Linked DNA regions of Mus musculus: region 1 is linked to region 2. The links are chromatin contacts, called in public HiChIP or PLAC-seq maps. All regions are on one chromosome and are shown on one strand. The core of a region is the stretch at or near the end of the contact, and the rest is flanking DNA. Distances in the headings are between cores, read along the strand shown. Region 1 overlaps Ncoa2 (nuclear receptor coactivator 2). Region 2 overlaps Ncoa2 (nuclear receptor coactivator 2).

Evidence for each region. HiChIP or PLAC-seq counts read pairs in DNA pulled down with a chosen protein or histone mark.
Region 1: a contact with region 2 is called in a CTCF HiChIP or PLAC-seq map of CD8 T cells, with 7 read pairs. The contact joins two enhancer-like sites. A contact is called at or near these places in 1 of 15 datasets of contacts at CTCF or cohesin (CD8 T cells), 17 of 484 Hi-C or Micro-C datasets (2-cell embryo, B cells, CD8 T cells and 6 more), 5 of 115 datasets of contacts at active chromatin or transcription factors (the HPC-7 cell line, embryonic stem cells and memory CD8 T cells) and 4 of 9 other capture datasets (adipose tissue, embryonic stem cells, liver and 1 more).

The regions. Positions count from the first base shown.
Region 1 is chr1:13,229,959-13,236,201 of GRCm38.p6, reverse strand. The region is part of intron 2 of Ncoa2 (nuclear receptor coactivator 2); the gene reads left to right. Among named protein-coding and RNA genes, the nearest start is that of Gm23169, 100 kb to the left of the region's middle. Within about 2 kb of position 4,546, at least 21 of the 459 cell types and tissues checked have an H3K27ac peak or open chromatin away from gene starts, as enhancers often do. A contact at or near this core is called in CD8 T cells and memory CD8 T cells, where this site is marked.
Region 2 is chr1:13,153,079-13,158,983 of GRCm38.p6, reverse strand. It overlaps Ncoa2 (nuclear receptor coactivator 2), which reads left to right. Exons shown (of 23, transcript NM_008678.3): 16 at 2,449-2,614. Among named protein-coding and RNA genes, the nearest start is that of Prdm14, 29 kb to the right of the region's middle. Within about 2 kb of position 3,938, at least 48 of the 459 cell types and tissues checked have an H3K27ac peak or open chromatin away from gene starts, as enhancers often do. A contact at or near this core is called in CD8 T cells and memory CD8 T cells, where this site is marked.

The DNA of each region.
Region 1 (6,243 bases), core at 3,297-5,796, 77 kb before region 2:
AGATGACATAAACTCATCTGTCCTGCCTGGTGTGAGTGACCGTGTATTTCATTGTGGAGATAGCATCGAATTTGATTATAGAACACTTCTGTAGATCCCTCCTAGAGGCACTACAGAATAAGCTGTCTTCCAAGTATTGTATCGAGAGGCAGACAGGGAGAGGCGTGAATTCTAAAGCCCACGTTATTTGGCTCCATTTCTTTGATGCAGGGGATGTAAACTCCGTGATTTGGACAGGGGTGAAAGTGAAGGGAAAGCGAGAGCCTGAGTTGGTGGTACCTAAAGAGGGATTCAGACTAATGGAACTTCCCCCCAAGAATAGGGGAGTAGTTTGAATGTGCCTTGCATACAGTTTAAAGAGGAACAGGTAGAACATGATACTACCCCTTCCCACCTCAGCAACAACTTTTACAGTAATATCTTGGAGAACCTAGGGGTGGGAAGGAGAAATGGCTGGCAGTGGTCTGTGAGAATAAGTCGGGTATCCTCTGAGATGGCAGAAGGAAAGGGATCAGTATCTTCTGAGATTGACTCCATGAAAGCTGGAAACACAGGCTGACCTGAGAATAACGACGTTTCTGACAGGACTAGGAGCAGTGTCATAAACCATGAGGAGTCTGTGGGGCTGTCTCTCCCGAGAACATGTGGTATGCTCCATCAGTCCCCATCTGTCCCCTTCTACGAGAAACAGAAGCACTGTAGGTCACGGGAGCTAGGGATGATGGAAAGTCAGTGAGAAAAAGGATCCCAGTTCTTCATACCAGTGACGGTCACATGAGGAGACTAAAAGTACTGGTCTCTTCAGGGGCTGGGGGACGAGGTGACATTCAAGTGGGTACACCTGAAAGGAGGATAAGAGCTAACCATGGCTGAAGTAAAATGGAAGTCTGATCAGACCTTTGGAGACAGTAATTACTAGCTCTTCACAGCCTTTGAAGTCACTCAGGGAAACAACCAGATTACGGCTGGGAAGGAAGAGCTATTCAGAAGCCAGATCTTCACTGATGTAAAAGACTGTGTGGCGACTACGGGATGCTGGCGAAGCTCCACAAAAGGAGAGGAGATGGACAGGAATGTTGTTATTTATAGTCCTTGTCCTTCATGAAAGGAATTAAGGACCAGGAATATGGAAGTAGGAACTGGAGGAGAGACCATGGGAGAATGTTTCTTACTCAGTCTCTCCTCATGGCTTGCACAGACTGCTTTCTTATACACACCCGGCCACCTGCCTAGGTGGGCAGCTCTGCTCCCAGTGGTCTGGACCCTTCCACATCAGGCATTAGCCATGATAATGTCCCACAGGCTTGCCTGCAGGCCAATTTGATGAGGGCTTTTTCTCAGTTGAGGTTCCCTCTTCTCCTCTGATAGCTCTAACTTAAGTTGACAAAAAAACAAAACAAAACAAACAAAAAAACCTAATTATGGTTGTGGGTGGAGAGCATGTTCCACAGGAGCTGGGTTTTTAAGCAGTGCACCTCTAGTTGGATAGTGGCTTCCAGCTCTTCTGCATACTCTCTGTATGTGAGAATCCAGCAACTTCTAGAGGACTGCACTACAAGGAAGAGGTAGCCTGTCAGAGAGCCAAAAAGAACCAGTAGTTGATTGACACAGCATATTATCACACTGGCTTCGCTCCTGTCGTCTTCTTGCCCAGTAGTTGTAGACATTGTTAGGTCTTTGTGATCCCAGGTCATCACCCACAGTCTGGAGTGGAGCCAGAAAAGGCAGTGCTGTCTGCAGACTCCTCTGCTGATTCCTTTGCTGTCCAAGTTTGAGGACCTCTAGGAATCCACCTGTTTTTATTTTTTATGTGTTCACTGTACATGTGTATAGCATGCACATGCCTGGTGTTGAGGGCCAGAAGAGGACTTCAGGTCCTCTGTAGCTGGATTAAGATTCTCTCAGTCACTTTGTGGGTGCTGAGAACCCAGCCTGGGTCCTCTACAGGAGCAACAAGTGCTGCTTATTGGGACCGGCTCTCCAACTCCAGACTCCCATTTTGCTCTCATCTCTACAATAGCACATGGATGTGAAGCATACTTCTGCATCTACAGTATTCCTACAGTGCGGCCAGAAATCTTGTAGGGAATGCAGAGACACCTGGTTTCTGCTGACCAGTCTAAACTGTAAAGCTGAACTGTGCTTTAATTTTCAAATGAGCAAAGCCTTTCTAGAGCTCAGTGTTGCTCTCAGTGTTGGCTGTGAGGCAGGAGGTCCTGCAAGAGTGCTTGCTGTCAGGGGATGCAGCTGGCTTGGAAGACAGTCTGGCAGGGCCACACATATATGTATAGCATGCACAGTCTGTGTGCTCTAGTCCTCACAGGTTTAAAGGAGACAGGCAGAAGTGGATTGAGTTACATAGAAGGAATTCACTATGCTGTTAACTCGAAACAAAGAAACTGGAAAATAGGAACTGGTTAAATATTTATGGTTTACTCGTATGAGAAATTATAGAGCCATTAAAAGTTATTCTTTATTTGCATGGTGGTGCCGTGGTGGCACATGCCTTTAATTGAAGCATTCAAGAAGCAGAGCCAGGCAGATCTCTGTGTTTGAGGCCAGCCTGGTCTACAGAGTGAGTTCCACAACAGCCAGGGCTACACAGAGAAATTCTGTCTCAAAACCAAAGAAAACAAATTTAAACATTTTTAAAATGCTCATACAGATAAAACTTAGTGGCCTAATATTCTTTTTTTTTTAAGATTTATTTATTTAATGAGTACACTGTAGCTGTCTTCAGGCACACCAGAAGGGAGGGTATCAGATCTCATTACAGATGGTTGTGAGCCACCATGTGGTTGCTGGGAACTGATCTCATGACCTCTGGAAGAGCAGTCAGTGCTCTTAACTTCTGTGCAATCTCTCCAGCCTGTGGCTTAATATTCTTAATTTTACTAATTTTCTTAATATTAAGAAAAAGGAACAAATGTAAAATTAGACGTGTGCATATGCATTTTAATTGCTTAGCATGAAAGTTTTCAAGGTTAGTGGTGAGCATATGCAGTTTTGTGTGTGTGTGTGTGTGTGTGTGTGTGTGTGTGTGTGTGTGTGCTCTAACCCACAGCATTGTGCAAGATTTAACAGTTTACTGGTGTGCTAGAACGGGTGCCTGTGGCATGTTCTCCATTAGGACAGGCTGAATCCCCCCCATCTACTCACACCCCATCTCTGCTTTCTGCTCCCTCCTCCCTCCTCACCTTGATCTCTTATCCTTTCTCTCATACCTAGAATACAGTCATTTCAGTGATGTTATAGAGCACCCCTGTGTAAACTCTAATGTATTGACCTATGTTGTACTAACAGAGCAGGTACCCCTACCTCCATCTGTAGTCCCTGCTGTGAATCCCAGCCACCTCTGAGTTGGTGGCTACTTCAGGACACCTCACTCTTCTGAACCCAGTGATGGTGTCTTAGACCAACCAAAAAGCCAGATTCTTGTAAAGCCAGATTCTTGTTTTCCAACCAGTTTATTCCAGTTGTACTTGTTACTATAATTGCATATTGATCTTGAAATTTGAATTTGAAAACATGTATTTGTTAGAAATAATAAGATACGTCATGTGGACAATTTCCTGTTAAACGGGGACATGTAAGACATCTATAGTAGCTGGGGGAGTGATGTTCTTTTAGGTAAACAGTGAAGAAGCACTCTTAAGGGCTTAGTAGGGCTGTGTAAAGATGCATGCCTGCAGTCAGTGCTATGGAGCCTGAAGTGCAGGGACCTGAGGTGAAGGCCAGTCAGTATTCAGTATTCAGGAGGCAGTACACCCCTGTCCCCCAAAAAGAAAAAACCTTAAGTCTTTTTAAATAAATAAAAATGGGAAATCATAGCCCCTTCACTGCAGGTCTGGTTTACACCAGGAAGTGCTGAGAGAGCAGTAAAGATGGATATTCATGCTTATGTACTTATGATGAAATGCTTAAAGTTACAGGCATCATTTTCTATAATTATCTTTCACAACTTTAGTGTTCTTAATCAGCCAATTACTATTTCTGATTTTACAAGGAAAGTTTTCTGTTTAGAGTGAAACTGAGACATCTTGGTGTGCCTGAGAAAGTGCCTAGCAACTTCCTTTCTTTAAACTCTGCGGTCTACAACAGTAATGGAGTCTTATGTATTGACCCACTGGATAGTTCTGAAGGATGTGTGTTTATTACACAATGAAAAAAAGAAAGATTCTATCAAATGATGAAGTAAGCCTTTAATAAGTTAGATTAAGAAAATAATTTCTATAACACATTCAAGTTTATAAATTGGTCTTTTCAGTGATCATTATGTCCTGAACAGATCACTTTAGTGCCCACATTACAGTTAAAATTAAAATTGAGGGACAATTGGGTCCCTCCTACCTCTGCATTTGAGTGCTGGGTTTGAAGGTGAGTGCCATTGCCATTCCTGGCAGGATTAACTTTTGAGTTCTAAAATGTCTTATGTGCCTTGTTCATGTTTCAGAACTGTTCTCTTGGTGCCTTGTTCTCTTCCTGTGTGCAGTGGTGGTGAGCTCACACAGGACGGGTGAAGGGCACGTATATCACTGTATGAGGCACTCAGCCAGTGTCAGTTACTGAGTCACACCTGAGTTTGAGTCCAGCCTGTCCTTTGGTATCTGTGAGACTGAAGTTGCTTTGCAAGCAGGTTAGAGAAGTTAGATAACCAACAGGGTGTATATGTGTCCATCTCAAGACATCAGGCAGAGTGAGGTGTGCAAAGTGTCTGTGTGCAACCTCCTCCTCCTGAGTGAGTGCTAACCAAAAAGCCCCAAGGAAAGAAGATGCTGTAGGGTGAGAGAGAGCGCCATGGAGGTCAGGAACAAAGCTGATTGCCTCAGGCTGAAGGCCTTTGACATCTTAGTCATTTTCTCACATCAACTGGGAAGGCTGTTAAGTCTCAGAAAGAAATTATAAGTAACAGTAAAGAAAGATCATTGAATTTACCTTTGACAAGTTATGAAAGTCTAACATAAATCTTCTTCCTCTGCTCTTGGTTTGCTGATTTCTTTACATTTATACTTAAGCAAATTGGATTTTAAAATGTTAGCTGGAAGCAGGCACCTCACTTGCAGTGCGGAGAAAATGGCTTATGGGGTGCAAGGAGTGGTGCTCTTTCTGTGTTTTCTCATCTGATGCCTTATTAAAAATTGTCTTGCTATTTCTGTCTAGATTCAAAGAGCCCCGTGAGTGCCTGCACTGAGGAATTTAGCCTGAGAGGACGCAGAAAACAGAAACTGGCTCTAGCCAGTGATGTCACACTGATATACCCCAACCCTACCCCACCCCCACACCACTTACATATTCTGCAATGAATTTTGCCAGTGAGGCATTTGGGGCTTGGGGGGAATTTCTTTCTCCCACTTTAAGGAAGATGTAGACATGAAAATGTCACAATGTAATATTTGTGTCACCAGTGACTATGAGTCAAGACATTCATTTGATTATAGCAGTGCACATTAAAGAGCCACCACCCGCTTCTGTTTAATGTGTTTATTACTGTCTTCCCAATGGCATCTTGAAGTGTCTTTCACTAAAAAATTCATGAGTATTATTGGCTTTCAGACAGAAAATACAATATGTCTTTTAGTAACTGTCTAATAGACCACTTTAAGGCCATTATACAAAAGTAAATCTAAGAGCAAAGCATTTTGGGGAGGAAGAATTTTTAGCTTAAACATTTGTTTATACAGTCTTCTTACTCTTGCGTAGAAGAGGATCTGGAACGCAGAAGGTAGTTGCCGACGCCATCTCCTTGGAGAGTAGTTGTAGGGTGTGTTGTTTTCTTTAGTCCTGGCAACTGCTGCTGTTGTAGTATTGAAGTCATTTTCTTTTTTTTCTTTTTTCTTTTTTTCTTTTTTCCCTGAGACAGGGTTTCTCTGTGTAGCCCTGGCTGTCCTGGAACTCACTCTGTAGACCAGGCTGGCCTCAAACTCATTTTCTTTTCTTTTTTTAAGATTTTTATTTATTATTATACATAGGCACACTGTAGCTGACTTCAGATGCACCAGAAGAGGGCGTCAGATCTCATTATGGGTGGTTGTGGGCCACCATGTGGTTGCTGGGAATTGAACTCAGGACTTTTGAAAGAGCAGTCACTGCTCATAACCGCTGAGCCATCTCGCCAGCCCCCTTGAACTCATTTTCTAATGAGGTTGTTGTGTGCCTGACCTGCTGTTTCTTTATAAAGTCAAATATACAATATGGTACTGTAAAGGAGTCAGATTAAACTGAGACTCTGCTTCCAAATAAGAT
Region 2 (5,905 bases), core at 2,689-5,188:
GCCTGTAACAACAACAAATGAAAAAGGAAGCTCTGAATTTGAGCTGAGCTGGGAGAGGTATATGGAAGGCTTGAAGGAAGAAATAATGTATTGCAGTTGGAGCTAGGAAGATAACACAGTTGATCAAGTGCTTGCTTCACTAACATGAAAACCTGAGTTCAGGTCCAGAACATATTGAAAAGCCAGTGATGGTGGCCCACATTGTAACCTAAGCACTGCAGAGGCAGAGGCAAGAGGATCTACAGGGCCCAGGGGCCAGCTGCTCTAGAGTAAGCAGTAGGCACAGAGGGGATGGGAGAAAGAGAGAGGGGGGGAGGAGAGAGGAGAGAGAGAGGAGAGAAGAGGAGAGGGAGAGAAAGAGAGAGAGAGAGAGAATGAGAATGAGAGGAGAGAGATCTCCCAACACTTAGGACAGCCGGGGCTACACAGAGAAACCCTGTTTCAAAAAAAAAAACCAAAACTGAAAACCAAAACCGCCGGGGCCTAGCAAACACAGAAGTGGATGCTCACAGTCAGCTAATGAATGGATCACAAGGTCCCCAATGGAGGAGCTAGAGAAAGTACCCAAGGAGCTAAAGGGAACTGCAGCCCTATAGGTGGAACAACATTATGAACTAACCAGTACCCCGGAGCTCTTGACTCTAGCTGCATATGTATCAAAAGATGGCCTAGTCGGCCATCACTGGAAAGAGAGGCCCATATAAAGGCAAACTTTATATGCCCCAGTACAGGGGAATGCCAGGGCCAAAAAGGGGGAGTAGGTGGGGAGGGGAGTGGGGGTGGGTGGGTATGGGGGACTTTTTGGTATAGCATTGGAAATGTAAATGAGCTAAATACCTAATAAAAAATGAAAAAGAAAAAAGAAAACCAAAACCAAACTTGCAGTCCTTCTGCATGGGCCTCCGAGAGCTGGGATCACAGGTGTGTGCTGCACACTGGGCTGTAGTAAATCATTGTGAATGGGTGTGTCTAGAAGACTCCTGCCACTGTTTACACACTGCATTATGTGTTTTCAGTTCTTTGTTGAAATATGACAGTATGTCAGACCTTCTCTCTATTTCATCCACACATTGTCGTCCTGTGTGTGTGTGTGCGTGCGTGCGAGCGTGCGTGCGTGCGTGCGTGCGTGCATGTTGGGAAGCAGAGTCAGATGGATCTCTAACTTCAAAGCTACATAGTGAGTCCTGTGCACTAGGCTGTAGTGCCCAGGGACTTCCTCCAAGACTCTGCTGGAGGAGCTTCTGAAACATGCAACTGGGCTGCATAGTGAGACCCTGTCTCAGAAAAAGCACAAACAACACAACACAAAACAGTATTTTATTATTCAGTGTACGTGTCTAACTTGGGCATCTGTTTTCTGTTGTAAGTACTGGGTTGCTGCAGGGTTAAGAATTTATTCTCAGAAAAGATGATTCCTTCTACTGTCACTGTTTGAAATTAATTGTTGGTTTAGGTGCTCAGCAGGACACCATGTTCAGTTCTAAGTCAGAGTAACACATTAGACTGCCTAAGAAAACACAGTAGACTGAACTGGGTCAGGGCCAGACAACTCTGTCCCTTGATACATTGATTGCCACTTGTTTAAGAATGAGCTTTCTGGGGTGTGAGCATGCCTCACCTGGCACATAGGATGCCCTGGGTTCAATTCCCAGTACCACACACAATAAAACGTAAGCTAGCTTCTCTGTAAAACTGTGTGTTCTCCACAGGATTCCATAGTAGGTCTACAGCACAAAGCTGACTTTGGTGAAGTGCTGGCATTATGTCCCCTCTCAGGGTTGCAGTGACTAGAAGATCCTCTAATCTGGTAACTTAATTATAATGTTAGATACCATAGAAATGGCAGCTTAGTGTCAAGATCACATATTGCCTTATAGCAATTACATTAGAAGGTTTGAGATTCCCTTCTAATTCCTGAGGGCTAACAGGTAAACTTCTTCGGAGTTTTGGTAAATGCTTGCAAATTCTGGTTCTGCATAAACACACAGTTTCATAGACCAGCCAAGTTCACAAGCCCAGATTGTATTCAAGTGTGTGAGTGTGCTGCTCTCTCCTTTGCTCATCGTAGTCGCATTGAAAAGGACTGTGTATGAGTCACTGCGTTCTGCATTCACCTGTCACTGCACAGCAGATACACACACACAGACCAGTGCAGGTCTGTGAACTTAGGTAGGTGAGCCCCGAACACACACACATCAAAGTAGCTTTTACGGCGGTGCCTTTCCGACTTTGCACAGATGTGAGTACCTGGCTAAGCTAACCCTGTACTTTATGGGAAGATGGAGAAACATAACTGGTTAACTGGCCTTTATTAACACTAAATAAAATAGATTTTTCAGATGCATATTTTCAGAAGTCTTCATTCTGTCCAGTGCTTGGCTGGAGGAAGAGTTTGGTGAAGTCAACTGGTATTTCTACCAGCCCATGGTGAAGTTTGTCTCTTTACAGGCAGCCCTTCGGCAGCTCCCCTGATGACCTGCTGTGTCCACATCCTGCAGCAGAGTCGCCAAGCGATGAGGGCGCTCTTCTTGACCAGCTGTATCTGGCCTTGCGGAACTTCGATGGCCTTGAGGAGATTGATAGAGCTCTGGGGATACCAGAACTGGTCAGCCAGGTAGGCCAGAGCATCAGAGCGGCCAAGCACTGCGTAGGCCAAAGGTCTCTGTTCCTGCAGGCTTCTCTGGGATGCTTTTTCCCTCCCCACCAGCAGGCCTCCCTACTCCTCCTCTTTACTCTCATACTCTCACATAAACTGTTGCCCAAGAAGCAAACACCTGGGAAGGACCATTGCACAAGACAAGTTAAGCAGAAAGGCAGAAGCAAGCCGAGAGCCTCTTGTCCACGCTTGCTGAAAGGGCAGATTAGGAAAACAAGTTAGAGAAGCCACAGGGTCACTGCTTCCTGGGGGCCTTGGTCCTCGATGCTGGGATGGGAGACCATGTGAGCAGGCCTCAGTCCGGCCATGCCTATTCACTGAGACAGGCAGCCGCTACTTAGAAAGGACTGTTTCACACACAGGTAGCAGAAGCATCTTAAGTGTGACTGCAGCTCACCAAACACTACAACCCTTATGTGGGTGTCGCCCGTAACAATTTTAGGATGCCAACCACCCTAGTGAGCCTAGTTCTCTCTCTGCTCCCTCGTTAGTTTATTTGAAGAAGTAACAGACTTTGTCTTTCTTTGATTTGAGAAAGCCCTGAGGCTGTGATAATAACCCCATGGCCCCTCAGCATCTGAAACAACCTCCTCCTGGTCCTCCTTCCTGTCCAGTGCCAGTCTCCCTGTCACAAGCATCTTCCAAGGCCAGGCTGCCTGGCCCTGCAGCATGTCACTGTGAGGATAGTGATAGTCATCGAAGACTCTGGAACCTTAAAAACAGTCATAATTCCCAGAGTTTAGCAGACACAGGTGGGAGTTCAGACTTGTTGATTCATATTGAAAACAGCAGAATGGAAAGAAATGACTGGAGGTTGCACAGTACACCCTGACTTAAAACCAGAAAGGAAATGGGGTACCTATTTCCTGCATGACTGGTCGGCTTCGCCTTTAGCTTCAGCTAGAGTTCAGCTTTTCTGCGATTATCCTTGAGTTTATGCAGGTGACATTCTTAAATGTCCTTGGAGTTCCTCAGTGACTGGAATACTTTGAGGGACTTTGGAAGCGGGGGTTATGTTTTAAGAGATTAGATTTTTAAGAAATTTAAGAGATCCCAGCCCAACCTAGGCTCAAATTTATGGCAGTTGACCTGTCTTGGCATCTAAAATATTGAAATACTTTTTAAAAATTAAAACCAGTATTACATCATTTTGAATGCTCTCCTCAGGTCAGTCACCGTGTCGTTTAAGCTGAACTACAGACGGCATTCTTAGGGGCAGCGGTGGAAATGTGGTGTGCATGTATACTGTAGATTAGCCAGAGTTGCATACACAGTATAGAAATAAAGTTCTTGTCTCACAAACATCCCCAGAGCCCAGGAAAACCACCAGGCTCAGTGGTACACACGTTACCCCAGCAATGGTGAGTTTGTGACGGTGGAAACAGGAGGATTCCCACAGCACCAGCCAGTCTAGCGTAATCAGTGAGTTCTAAACAGAAGTGAGACCTGTCTCAAACAGAGCAAAAACTAAATAGATCAATATGGAAATAACCTAAGTAGATTTTCTATTAAATATGGGCAGATGTAAAGTTCTGAAATATTTCAACAAGGAGTGGTCTCCCTGCTGGTGGTACTCCATACACACTTTTTTTTTTAATTATCAAGAGGAGAGGGCAGTATACTGACGCTGTCCTGCTGACCACAGACCACAGGCAGCGTTATCATCCTAGGGCGTCTGGAAGGAAGGACTAAGGCTGCCAGAGCAGTAACCTGATGGCGGCTTGAGATGTGACTTCTGCTGCGGCTTGCCCTCTAAAGACCTTCAGATGTCTAGTCGTGGCTTCTAGAAGGACAAGGGTATATTAGATCTTCATATTGACACTAGAGCATCGCCCTGAGAGAGCGCTAGATTCCCTATGCATGGAAACAGGACAGTCAGCCAGAAGTTTCCATGTTCAGCTCAGTAGCAGAAATGACAAGACCCCTTGTCTCAGAAACTGAGTGAAAGGGCCGCATCCCCAGAAACCCTCCAGGCTTCACACACTCGTGTGCGCTTGCTTGGGCTGGCTCCCTCTCTCCTTCCTTTCTTTCTCTCTCTCTCTCTCTCTCTGTGTATGTGTGTATCACTCACATGTGCACACACTTTTTTAAAAACTAAATAGCTAATGCAAGATGCAACTGGAATTTATGCAGCTCTCTCTGTAAAACACATATCAGCTGGGCATGGTATCACATGCCTTCAATCCAGTACTCATTGAGACAGGCAGATCTTTGTGAGTTTGAAGCTAACTCAGTCTACATAGTGGGTTCCAGGACAGCGGGACTACATAATGAGACCATGTCTTGGGGTTTAAAAAAATGCATCTTTCAGACAATTAAATTAACCAAATATATACAAACTAGTCTTGCAGATACTCTGTCAGATGCTGGTCAGGGCACAGGGAGGACCTGCTACATGCCCTTACACCACCTTCCATTCCTTTCCCTCTGTAGGTCTTTGGTAGGAGAAAAGCTGTTGAAAAATCAAATGACAAACACATTGAATATGTCTAGCATGTAGTAGTGAATTATAGCAAAGTGTACGCATGTAAGAAGTTCCACTAACCATAGAGAACAGCGTAGTAAACAGTACACAGTGTAAGGCAGGCATTGTGACACTGACCTCGAATCCCAGCACTTGGGAGGTGGAGGCCAGAGACTCATGGTTGAAACCCATCCTGGGCTGCATAGCAAGTCAGAAACCAACTTGGGCTATGTAAGACCGTATATCAAACTCTTTTCACCAAAACATAATAGGCAGTAAGTTTATCACCCCACTGGTGAGCTTAAGTCCCACATCACAGTACGCACCACAGCCTACCCGCCCGGTCTTTGCTAGAAAGTCTCCCTCGAGTGGGCCTCATGTCCCCAAGTCTGTGGGTGTCTAGAGTGGAGACTGTAGGCTGCTTCCCCAGCATTGCTTATGGTGACTAAGGTGACCATAGGTTAAAATAACTGACATGGGGCTGTGTCTCTGTCAAAAGAGGAAACATTTGCAGCTGCCTGCTCACTAAAGGCCCTGCCAGGTTCTCACTGGAAGGAAGGAGGAAGCTCTGCAGGGAGGCAGCCCAACCCTTGCTTCTTCCCTCGAGGAGTTGCAAAGAGGCATTGGGTAGAAGGAAAAGTAGAGGCAAACTAAAAAAAAATACATTGGTAAACTTGGTACAGTATTTCTAAATCATCACTTACAGGAGGGGGGGAGCGCAGCCTCGTGTTCAGTACAGTAGTAGTAGTAGTAGCTTTACTGTGTGCTTATTTGGGGCTTCTTTT